2 separate regions of the Rattus norvegicus genome follow, and region 2 is linked to region 1. The links are chromatin contacts, called in public Hi-C maps. All regions are on one chromosome and are shown on one strand. The core of a region is the stretch at or near the end of the contact, and the rest is flanking DNA. Distances in the headings are between cores, read along the strand shown. Region 1 holds the start of Hspa13 (heat shock protein family A (Hsp70) member 13). Region 2 holds the start of Nrip1 (nuclear receptor interacting protein 1).

Region 1 (5,732 bases), core at 1,429-3,928:
GCCTGACAAATACAGAGGCAGATGCTTGTAGCCAACCACTGAACTGAGAACAGGATCTCCATTGGAGGAGTTGGAGAAAGGAATGAAGTAGCTAAATGGATTTGCAACCCCTCGAGAAAAATAATATCAACCAACCAACACCCCAGAGCTCCCAAAGACTAATGCACCATCCCAAGAGAACACAGGGATGGACCTATGGCTCCATTTGCATATGTAGCAGAGGATAGCCTTGTTGGGCTTCAATGGGAGGAGAGGCCCCTGGTCCTGTCAAAGCTGGATGGCCCAGTGTAGGGAAATGTCAGGGCAGGGAGGTGGGAGGGAAAGGGTGGTGGGTGAGGGAGCACCCTTATAGAAGCAGGGTGGGGTGGGATAGTAGGTTTCTGGAGGGGAAACTTGGAAATGGGATAACATTTAAAATGTAAATTAAAAATAATGCAATTAAAAAGAAAGTTAGTGAGGTTCATGCACTAAATGTGTGTGACATGCTAATGCACTTCAAATAGGCCAGAAAACACGAAAGCGAGTGCACAAATGGTATGTATATAAAAATGTACATAGGTAGAGAATACCCATCCACAGTGCGTGGGGCTTCAACATCCTTCCTAAAATATCCTGAAAGAACTAATTGGATCCTGAGATGATGACGGAATGAGTGCACAGTAAGGCCCCATTTCCTGACCAGATTCGCCCTGTAGCTGCTGTGGAACTTCTTACTGAGAAGACACAACTCCCTGGCATATAAAGCCAGTGGAGACGAAATGGTTCGTACTGTGAAGCCAAAGCATGAATTGAAACAGTGCAGTTAAATCAAATGGACACAGAGTTTAGATTAATTTCATACCTTAAATGGGTATCTGCCAATTTCAGCCTCCAGCTCTTCAGGGGTGAAAATCTTACCTATGAACCTTTTAGCATCATATATTGTGTTCTGAGGATTGGAGTCTGCCAGCTCTAGGCTTTCATAGCCCACATACACATCGCCATCAGTGAAGGACACCATGCTGGGGATGCTAATATGCCCGTTTTCATCTGGGATCACCTTTACTTTCCCTGTTCCAGGAAAAAATACACCGACGGAACAGTAGGTGGTACCCAGGTCAATGCCAATCACTTTTGGAGTTGGCAGTGGTAAATACTGTTGTGCCAAGTAGCCAGCCAACAGGAGAGTCAAGACAGCGGAACCTGAAAAAGTAAGACAGGCTTTTATGGAGCTGCTATCAAATCCTGCGTCTACAGCAGCGTCTCCTGAACACCGCTTTTGGAACGAATCATAAAACATTTTACTTTATAGGATTAGTAAGTACTTGTTTTGGACATCAAACTTTTAACATTCCATTAGGCCACAATTAAAGACGAAAAAAAAAAAAAAAAAACAAACAAACCCAAAACCAAAAGCCCTCATAACTGTATTTCTGGGATAAAGGAATAAAATGCAAAGATACTTAAGTAATAATTTTGCTGTTGTTGAATGAAAATATCACAAATGGGTAGCAAAAGGTGGATATAATCCAGTTTTCTTGTCTCATTGCCATGTAGATTGACAGCTTCACTTACCTGTCATTACTAAAATAAAATGCCATTCTGAAATTCTCACAACAAAAGCTTTTTCTCACAGTGAAGGCTCTGGTATGTAAGGCTAACCTCTTTGATTTTTGTCTTTACCCATTCAAAAGGATAAAATTCATAAAGTTGGATGCGCTGATCTGAAAACTACGTAGGTATTATTGTTACCCCCTAACACAGTTCCAGGAGAGTTTTTGCATACTTAAGCAGGCATTAAGGATACACTTCTCAAAGAGGTAGCAGTTAGGGAAGAAGTGTACAAGTGCTAACCCTGACAGCAACAATATGGACGCTTCCCAAAGGCAAGTTCAAGTTCAGTTCACCATTGTATGGCCTATCAAGAGCAGAGGCTTAGCAAATATCAAAGGAAACAGATCATACATAAACGTCGTGCATATTGTACACAGAAGCGAATAAGGACATCACTTTGAGTTTAGAATTGGTATCTTACTTGGTCTCGCTAGTCTGTGTCATACACCTGTTCCCACTCACACATGCTACAAACCCAGAATGTCAGTCTATAGTGCCGCCGGTAATTGCTAGCTCCTTCAACGCCTGGCACATGCAATCATAGCAGACCAAGAACCTATCCACTTGTCTCTTCCAAACCACAGACAAATCTCAAAGGCATCTCATCACGTTTTGGCAAGGGAATGTGATTCCCAAACGGTATGTTCGAAAGAGAATCCAGTTACAAATGAACAGGGACCAGTATCCCCCCCCCCCCCCCCAACTCGGCATCCAGAATGAAGCTAAGTGTCTTCATCCAGATCCCCTTCTTAGTCACAGTGGGTTCTTGCACATAGAACAGATTTCAGCTACCAATTCAAGACCGAGGTCATCTGCATTCCTAGGCCCACGACCCCCTGACCTGCGGCTAAGGGCAGGACCCCAAAAGTCTTCCACCAGCCAGACACCGGCTCCAGGCGCCCCGCCCCCACCAGCTCCAAACCTTAGTCCCCTTTTCAGGTTCCCTTCGGCTGTGTGACCTATGATTCAGGGGGGTGAGACAACCAACCCATGCCCACCAGACCTCTTGAAATCGCCTTGTCGACTGCCATAACCGCAAGGACCCCTGAGGTACTGACCTAAGATCGTCATCTCTCCGGCCATCAGTCCCGCCGAACAGGCAGAAGGATGACTGTACCGACGGGAGGCACCGCCCCCTAGCCGCCCACTCTCCCGTTGCCTCCTGGGAAATGTAGTTCTTCAGTTCGGAGGTAGATGGAGGAACTACGACTCTCACCACAGCGAAGACTTCATCTACCATCAGGCCGCGGGGCGGATCCCACGCAAGCCAGTGAGGAAAGACTCGGCCTCCCGACGCACGAAGGCCCAACAAACCAGGCTTTGTTGAGGGAGCAGCCTTTGGGAAAGCCCGGAGTTTGCCATTCATCAAACCCGAAACTAGGAGAGCCTACTTGCGGTATAAACATTTGCGGTAGCCCCGCCTCTCCGCATTGTACTGTGGGAGCTGCAGTTCTGGACCGTCCATAGTTTAGACGCCGTAAGGAGGATAAAACCGATTAAGAATCTGAGGTGGGTTGCGCTGCCAGGCTGGCGCGGGATTCAAACTTCCGGGTTTTTTTTGTTTTTGTTTTTGTTTTTGTTTTTTTGTTTGTTTGTTTTTTTGTTTTGCTTTATTATTCAGCCTCTTATGCCTTTGGTCGAAATCAAGATTCTAGATAGACATCTCCTAAGCCCTCCAAAGCCCCCTTTTCATTCCGCAGTGGGGCAGTTCTTTGCATTGTAAACGTCCCTGTAATCCCTAAAAGCATCGCCAAGCCGGCGCTATTGGCAGTAAATTATTTCGCGGGCTCTATAGGACTGAGGTTTATCCAAGACGCCACGGCTTATCCAAGATATTTTTAAATCTAATACTAACATTCGGATACGCTATTACAAATACATATGAAACGATGCACTCTACTTTTCGCGTTAATTATGTCATAAGTGCCCACCATTGCCTTCCTGGACAGGTCCTGTCACTTCCGTTGACTATCCGATTTCTTTTCTCCTTGCTGCTCTGAAATACATTAGCAAAGCAATTTGAAGAAGACAAGATTTATTTTGGCTCAAAGTTCAATGGTATAGTTCATCGTACAAGGAAGTCTAGGAGGCAAGATTTTTAGTCAGGAAGCAGAGAGAGGAAATGCAAGCTCTCTCCCTCTCCCTCTCTCCCTCTCCCTCTCTCCCTCTCCCTCTCCCTCTCCCCCTCCCCCTCCCCCTCCCCCTCCCTCTCCCCCTCCCCCTCCCCCTCCCCCTCCCCTCCCCCTCCCCCTCCCCCTCCCCCTCTCCCTCTCCCCTCCCCCCTCCCCTCCCCCCTCCCCCTCCTCCCCCCTCCCCCTCCACCTCCACCTCCACCTCCCCCTCTCCCTCTCTCCCTCTCCCTCTCCCTCTCCCTCTCCCTCTCCCTCTCCCTCCCCCTCCCCCTCCCTCTCCTCCCTCTCATTCACCTTTGAACCTGCTGGATCAAATTGTAGCACTTACAGTTAGGCGAAGTCTTTTCATCTTAATTGGATCAGAAACTCCCTCATATACGTACCCGGAAGTTTACTTCCATAATGGTTCTGAATTCTAGCAACTCGAAAAGATTAACCACAATTACTGAGGATACTTGTGCGTTTTAGTATGTAAAAACCTGATTTTTCCCCCTCACTATTTAATATTTGATATAACTTAATAAGTCATGATTTTACTATTGGGAAAGTTTATGAACACTTAATGTCCTAGAAACTTAAATCTGCTTCTCTGTTCTAGATGCAAAGCAAGCAGTCCCAACTGACAACAGTGCTACTAGATGTGGGAAAACCTCTACTGGTTTTCTATTTGTGTAAAATTTTGTATCTCTTTATTATCTTTCTAGCCATCTACATACTTTATGATGTATTGGTCTATATCTACATGTAGCTATCTACCTATCAATAGATAGCTATAGTCACATATATATAATGATTTTAAATCTGAATTATGGCTAATAGAGACCCATTATAATACTTTTGTGTTTTTATACTTTTGTGTTTTTAAATGCTTCGTTGTGTGAAATATGAAAAGCGTGTCAATATATGACCACTATCCACCAAAATTCTTACGAAGAATGAAGAAAGCATAATTCAAACATCCAGTCGATGATTTTCATGGTAATTATAATTTTAATAAATATTATTCAACAGTTACTGTGTGCTTAGCATGGTGGTAGCCACTGGCAACAAGAAAGGAAAGAGAGAAGGTGAATTGGGAAACTTAATTACATTTCTCTTTTCTGTCACTGTAAAAAGGAATGCTGTGTGCCACAGTATTCGTGTGATCCCTGGGAAAGAACAAGATTGGAGAGGGCCTACGTAGTTTTACTATGAAGAGAAGTTCCAGTATTCCAGAGTTTGGGGGATTTTGTTTGTTTGTTTGTTTGTTTGTTTGTGCTGTCTTTGAAATGTGACAGTGAAGGTTGATGGGAAGATACGAAGTAGCCGAAGTACTCCAGATAAAAGTGACCCAATTACCAACAGACTAGAGGCAGAGGGTCATTAGGCTCACCAGCCATTAGATTCCTAACAGGACGATTAGCGATTCAAGCACTGTTCATTGTCTCTCTGCCCACCATGCTGTTGTCCTTTGAAAGAGAAATGTCCCCTCCGGGCTCCTGTAGATAGACACTTGCTACCTAGCTCTTGCTGCTCTTTGGGGAAGTTAGAACATGGAGACTTTTTGGAGGAAGTCCATCACTGGGAAGCAGGCTTTCAGAGTTGGTAGCTTGACTACACTTGGTATAGTCTTGTAGCTTCCTGCACTAGTGGCCCGCTGTCACATCTCTCCTGCCAATATGAGTAGCTAGCCTTCTGGAATGGTGAGCCAATATAAACAGTCTCTTGAGTTGCTGCGGTGGGGTGGTTCATGGTTAAAGATGTAAGCACTCAGTTACCCTTCCACAATACTTCACTGGACCAACTTGGATTCTAAAGTCCTGAAACAGTAAGCCATTATCACAATAATAGAAGCGTAACTAATATAGTGCCTTTCAGTCTACCATTTTAATCACAGCAGTAAAATGGTAGCTAGTACATACCCTTTCCTTTTGCAGTTTTCACTTAATATGCAGCCGTAAAGAACATTGTTTCAGAATAGAAAACCTTTACCCTCAGAGAGGAATATAGCGTGCCGCACACAGGTTA
Region 2 (5,732 bases), core at 971-3,470, 590 kb after region 1:
TGAATTCCTTAATCTTGTTTTGACTATACAGTAACCACGAGGGACACGTCAATGTAAGCAAACTCCAAGAGCAATAAACTAACAAACAGACTCTAGGTGGTGGTATAGGTTATTTTTTTAATCACAACGTTTTGCTCTTAAAACTGGAGGAGTCAGAGGAGCCCTGGCCTCATCCACAAACATTTCTCCATTGCTAACCCACAATTATTTTCAGGTATCTCAATTACAAAAATCCAAGTTCTGCAAAGTTTGGAAACTCAGATTTCTAAGTCTTCTCGTAGGCATGAAAGCTGGTTTTCAACTACCTGTATATAAGCAGCAACCGAAGCCCTCCTTAGAGTTTTGAAGTATACTTTTTAAGGATATTTTCTTCTCGCTCCTTGTACTTTAAGTGTGGAGTCTTCCCAGTACAGTATAGAACAGGCTGGGGTGAGGCTCCAGTTTGCAGGTATTGCCTGCGGCATGACTGACTCTCCTTTGTCTCTACTAAGTCCTACACAGAAAGTTCCTGTTGGATCAATTAAACCCTATGGACAAACTGCTGGGCCAAACCAGGGCAACTCACTTGGAAGGGGAAGATTTCAACATTTTCCCAGGCTGCAGCCACTCTTAGGGGCCATGCATGTGAAGCACCCACCGTTTGCTTAAAAAGTCGACTCCGTCTCTTAGACAAAGGTGGCAACCTGATGATTAAACACTGGATAATTGCATCTGGAAGATGCCGCCCACTTGCTAAACCCATGATTCACTAATAAGCGGGTTCAATGTAATTCATAACTCTAAAGAATGAATTACCGAAGTCCCTGCTTTACAAAACCCAAGAGATAGACTACACATCGTTTAAGCATACACACAGACAGACAGACACACAGACACTCCAATCTTGTTTTACTTTTAGACTGTCTCTCTTTCTCTAAAAACACTGTTTTCGCTCAGTGTCACAATCAGTTACAAGAGCAGACAAACTCCAGCCTGGTGCCATCAAAAAAAAAAGAGTTAAAAGTTCTTGCACCTAACAATGTCCGGACTTCCCTCTAACTAAAATGATCCATTAATTTAAAAAAGTAAAGTATTTTAACGTAAAATTACCTAACGTTTCATACTTCGTTTGCGACCGCCAGAATCCAATTAAATTTCTGACATGATGGAAGGTAGAAACTCGTGGAATGCCTCAGAGATCAACATGTGTCAGACTCACTGCCTGTCCGCCTTTTAAACACAGTGGATTCCTTTGTTCCTTCCGTCTGAATATCAACTCCTGATTAAAATTTGGAAACTACTTTGGGAAGGATGGGAGGGTCTAGGGGAATGTTTCCGCGGAAGAGGGTTTCTTCTAGCAACAATAGTAGTAAGGAGGACAGTGGCACCAGAGAGAAGAGCAGTCTCTCAGGACTTCACCAGGCTCACCCGAGTGAACCCCTCTCGGATGCTGGGGGAACTGGGCTGAGGCCTCGGGTGCAAGGGGCCTCGCCCTCCTCGGCAGGCGGGGAGCTCGTGCCCAGCAGGCCGGGCCTGGGGCTCAGCGCTGTCCCTTCTCCGAGTCACTTTTCCCGGCCGGGAATCGGCGAGCACCGCGCAAGGGAGAAACCGGCGATAGGCGGGGAGCTGCGCGGGCGCCACCGCGAGCACCGCTGGGCGGCAGGACCGAGCGGGGCTGCAGCCAGCGCCCGGGGCTCGGGGCCAACGGGGGCAGCCGGGCGGGCGGGCGAGCTCGACCCGGGCCCCGCGATCCGGCCACCCGCGTGGGTCCCGGCGCATTACACCCAGGGCGGCTGCGCCCCTCGCGCCAAGGCTGGCACGGACGAGCCCGCGGCTGGGAACTCCACAACTTGGCGGCTGCGCCGGCCGGGCCCGCGAGTTCCCGGGGAGAGCCGGAGAGGGGCGCGGCGGCGCGCTGTCCCCGGGATCCGTGTCCCTGGAGCCCCCCGCGGGCCTCCCCCGGCCTCCGCCGCCTCCACGGGCCGCGCACCCAGGCCGTGCCCGGGCGGCTCGGCGTCCGCTCAGCGAGCTCCGCACGGAGCCCGGGCCGCGATCGCCACTCACCGAGGCCGCCGCGGCTCCGGGCCGCCGATCCGCGTCGCTCCCTCCTTCCCAGGTTAGCCGTGCCCTGCGGCCGCGCGAGGCCACGGGCGCTGCGCACCGGCGGGCTGGGGCCGGCTCGTCCTCCGCCTGCGCCGCGGTCGCCGTCGCCTCCCGAGTTCGGGGCTCTGCTGCAATGTCTGCGAGGCTGACTTTGAGCGCCTCGCTCGCCGCCCGCCCGCCGCAGCCGCGCTCCTCCCTCCGCCGCCGACTTCGCGGCGGCCGGGTCCCTCCCCTCGCTGCTCCACGCCATTCAGCTCTTCAGCCAAGTTTCTTAACCCTTTTCTGCCCCTCCCTCCCATTGTCACCCGGGCGGAGCGCGCACCCGGCGGCTTGCCGGAGCCCGGGAGCCCACCCGGCGTCTGCAGGCCTTCTCGCCGGTGCTCCGGGTGGGGGTCCGGGTCTGAGCGGCCTTGAAGGCAGAGGGAGGACGCGGTTGAACCGGAGAAGGGGGGTGCTTTGCTCCCCGAGCCGGCGCCCTGGCTTCCCAGCCGCGTCCAGCCAGCCGCCTGGACAGATTCCCCGCTAGGGGCCAGGCGATAGCCCATGTCACCCTTGCGGGGGCAAACGCTGGGGGCACCAAAGGGGAGTCGGGGCGCCTTAACCCTACCCCAGGTTCCCCACCTAAGGGCTGGCACCTTAAATGTCTCCCTTTCTCCCGTTTCAACCCACAAATACGCGTTCTCTTGGAGCCCTTTACCCACCCTCAATTTTCCACCTCCTTGAAATCTGTGTCCCGCTTAAATTCCGGAAGCCACGGCGCTATAACTCTAGGTCATTTTGACCCCATCCTCAGCACCTAGTAGGACCCAGTAATAAATATGGCATGATTGCAAGCGGAAAACTGGGAAGGAGACCTGAGGAGTGCACAGCTCAGCTCCCTAGACGGACGCAGGACCCAGGAACCTGGTTTATCTTCTGCTGCTTTGTCACTGCGAAGTCTCCAGTAGGGTCTGCCCGCCAATCTGCACCACCCCCAGGAAGGATCTGACCCAACAGGACTAGAAGATGGGCTGGCACTTCTTTAAGCAGCTCTGCTGGGTTCAGAGTCTCAATAAATAACAATTACATCACGGAGCCAGGGTGGCAGTGCAGCGAAACCTGGGTTTCCTGCAGCCTGGTCTTGCTGAACCCGCCTCTGAATTTGAGGGGGGCTAACAGATTGGTGAGGCTAGAAAGTGGAGGGAGGAGAGAAAAAGACGAAACCGTGATCTCTTCCTCTCCTTGTGTTTTCTGCTTTAAAATCCTATTCTCTCTACTCCCTTCATATGTTACTTGTGAAGCCTCCTTTTAACGCTCCCCCTACCCCAGATGTCACGTTTGTTTTTGACTCTAGCATCTTGCCATGAAAAGAATCATTTGCAGAAGTTGTTTTCGCTTGACATAAAAAAAAACAAAAACAAAAACAAAAAAAACAAAAAAACCACTCTAAAGTACATCTTTGGTTCACCCTAAACTCTGAAGTGCTATGCCTGTGTTAAAATACTTACTGACTAAGACAATTTTGTGGATGAAGCTGTCTACTCTCATACACACGTTTTCATATTCTTAGGAATTTCGGTAGCCTTCGGAAGCAGTTATTGATGTACACCGAAACCAAAAATTATCCAAGGGACCCCACTGTGTTCTTTACTGTTATATAATAGCTCTATAGCTATTTTTCCGATTTTTCAAATGAGCAGGGTCTGGAGTATGTTCCCAATCTTTAAAGTAAAGGCAATTTTTCAAATTAATTCTTCATAAAGCTATACCCTAGCTCAGTCCTGAGCGCATGCTAGAAGTATTTTTGCTTAATGCTGATAGTACATATTAAAATACTCTCTCTTCTCCTAGAGATTCACCTCTGCAATCTGTTTTCATCTAATGTGTAAATCTCATGTAACAGCATAGCACGTGCATTTCCCACTGTTCAAAATCTGCTTAAAGCAAACTAGTAAAGGCAGCACTTGTCCCAGGCACCATTATCTTTTGGACAGCATATATCCCGGATTGACACAAAGCAAATGATTACAAATTAAATGACCAGAATGATTGTAACTTAGCTCTTCAAATTTTTTTTAATATTATACAAAGACATTCTAAATGTATCTCATTTTATTGGGCCTGGTTGTTGTTGGTTTTGTTTTGAAAACCCAATGTCAGTTTTGTTAAAAGTCATCTTTGTGGTAGATTATAGCAGATTCAACAAATGCGTCCAGTTAGCCACAGTGGTACAAGGCTGTAATCAACTGGGAGGCTGAGACGGGAAGTGGGAAGTTGGAGGTCATCTAGGACTTTTTAGCAAGTTCAAGGACAATGAAGTTCCAAAACCAGACCCAATTTTGTAAAACTAAGATAGGGATGAGGCAAAGAGATAAAGCATACTTGGCTAGTATGTGTAAGGCAATGGGTTCAGGCCCCTGCACACACACACACGCACGCACGCACGCACATATACTGAAGACATTTCAAGCTTCACTTACCAATAGGCAAACATTTTCTTCTCTTCTGATTGGCAGTTTCTTCTCTGGTTCAGATAGCCTGTCGCAATTAATATAAAGTTAAACTAAGTAATAAATTGCATGTAGGAGAGTGAAGCTCCCACAGAGGACCACAGCAACAGACTTGGGGACAAATATTTGAACCTACTCTAACGTTACTTTGTAAAACATTTTTCTCACTTTTAAAAGAAGTTTTAGATCTCCAAGATCGCCCAGTAAGCTAAATCTTGTTCTGCTTGCCAAATATCATTGCTAAAACTCCAACAGCTATACATTAAATGGTGTACCAAAGCTGACCTCCCCCACCCAACATAATAAGTAAAATCCTGGACTCTTCTTGATAATATGCTTGTGTTAAATTAAACATACCTCATGTAGAATTGCTAATTGTGCAAAGATCATTTTGTATTTATTATTTCTATTAAATAGAAGAGCAGTACTGAGCCAGTAAGATGGCTCAGGGCTTAAAGCACTTAGCACACAAACCTGTGTACCTGAATCTCACCGTTGGAACACACTCCATAAAGTTGTCCTCTGAACTCTACACGTGTGCAGAGCACACACATCCACACGCATACACACAGTTTCTTTTCTGCTCCCAGGAACGAAGCCTCATACACGCTGGCTGGTCTTTCCCAGTGAGCTCCATCTCCTACTGTTTATGTAATAATTTTATTTTAAAAACTATAAACATCCAGGCTAAGGGGGTCAGTATCTAGATAATGGGGTATACGGGATGTACAAATGTCTCTGCAGTAATTTGTATTTGCAAGTCAGTTCTCATAAGAAGCGTGTGTAATGTGAAAAGATGTTATTCAGTTTATATACCTAAACATATGTGTTATAAAAACTCTATCGGTTGGCTCTAGAGAGACAGCTCAGTGGTTAAGAACACTGACTACTCTGTCAGAGGATTCAGGATCAATTTGCAGTACCCACATGGCAGCTCCAACTGTCGGTAACTCCTGGATCTGACACCCTTACACAGACATACACGCAGGCAAAACACCAATGCAAATAAAATATAAATAAGTTTTTAAAAAAGTTTATCAGTCCACTGGAATTCAATATTATAGCTTATCTCCCTATGCATATCCACAAGTAGTTTTAGACAGATTTTCATATGTTCCCTACATGTCTCATGCCCAGCATCCTGCAAGTCAGTTTTTGTAA

The links. A called contact is a pair of places that touch in the nucleus more often than the background predicts.
Region 2: a Hi-C map of mammary epithelial cells shows a contact between it and region 1, with 2.5 times the contacts expected there. The contact joins the promoter of Nrip1 here to the promoter of Hspa13 in region 1. A contact is called at or near these places in 4 of 12 Hi-C or Micro-C datasets (the A7r5 cell line, Schwann cells, frontal cortex and 1 more).

What each region holds. Positions count from the first base shown.
Region 1 is chr11:27,874,220-27,879,951 of GRCr8, forward strand. It overlaps Hspa13 (heat shock protein family A (Hsp70) member 13), which reads right to left and starts at 2,679. Exons shown (of 5, transcript NM_019271.2): 1 at 2,652-2,679; 2 at 842-1,182. The coding sequence starts at 2,676.
Region 2 is chr11:28,464,192-28,469,923 of GRCr8, forward strand. Nrip1 (nuclear receptor interacting protein 1) reads right to left here and starts at 2,221. Exons shown (of 4, transcript NM_001100560.2): 1 at 2,044-2,221.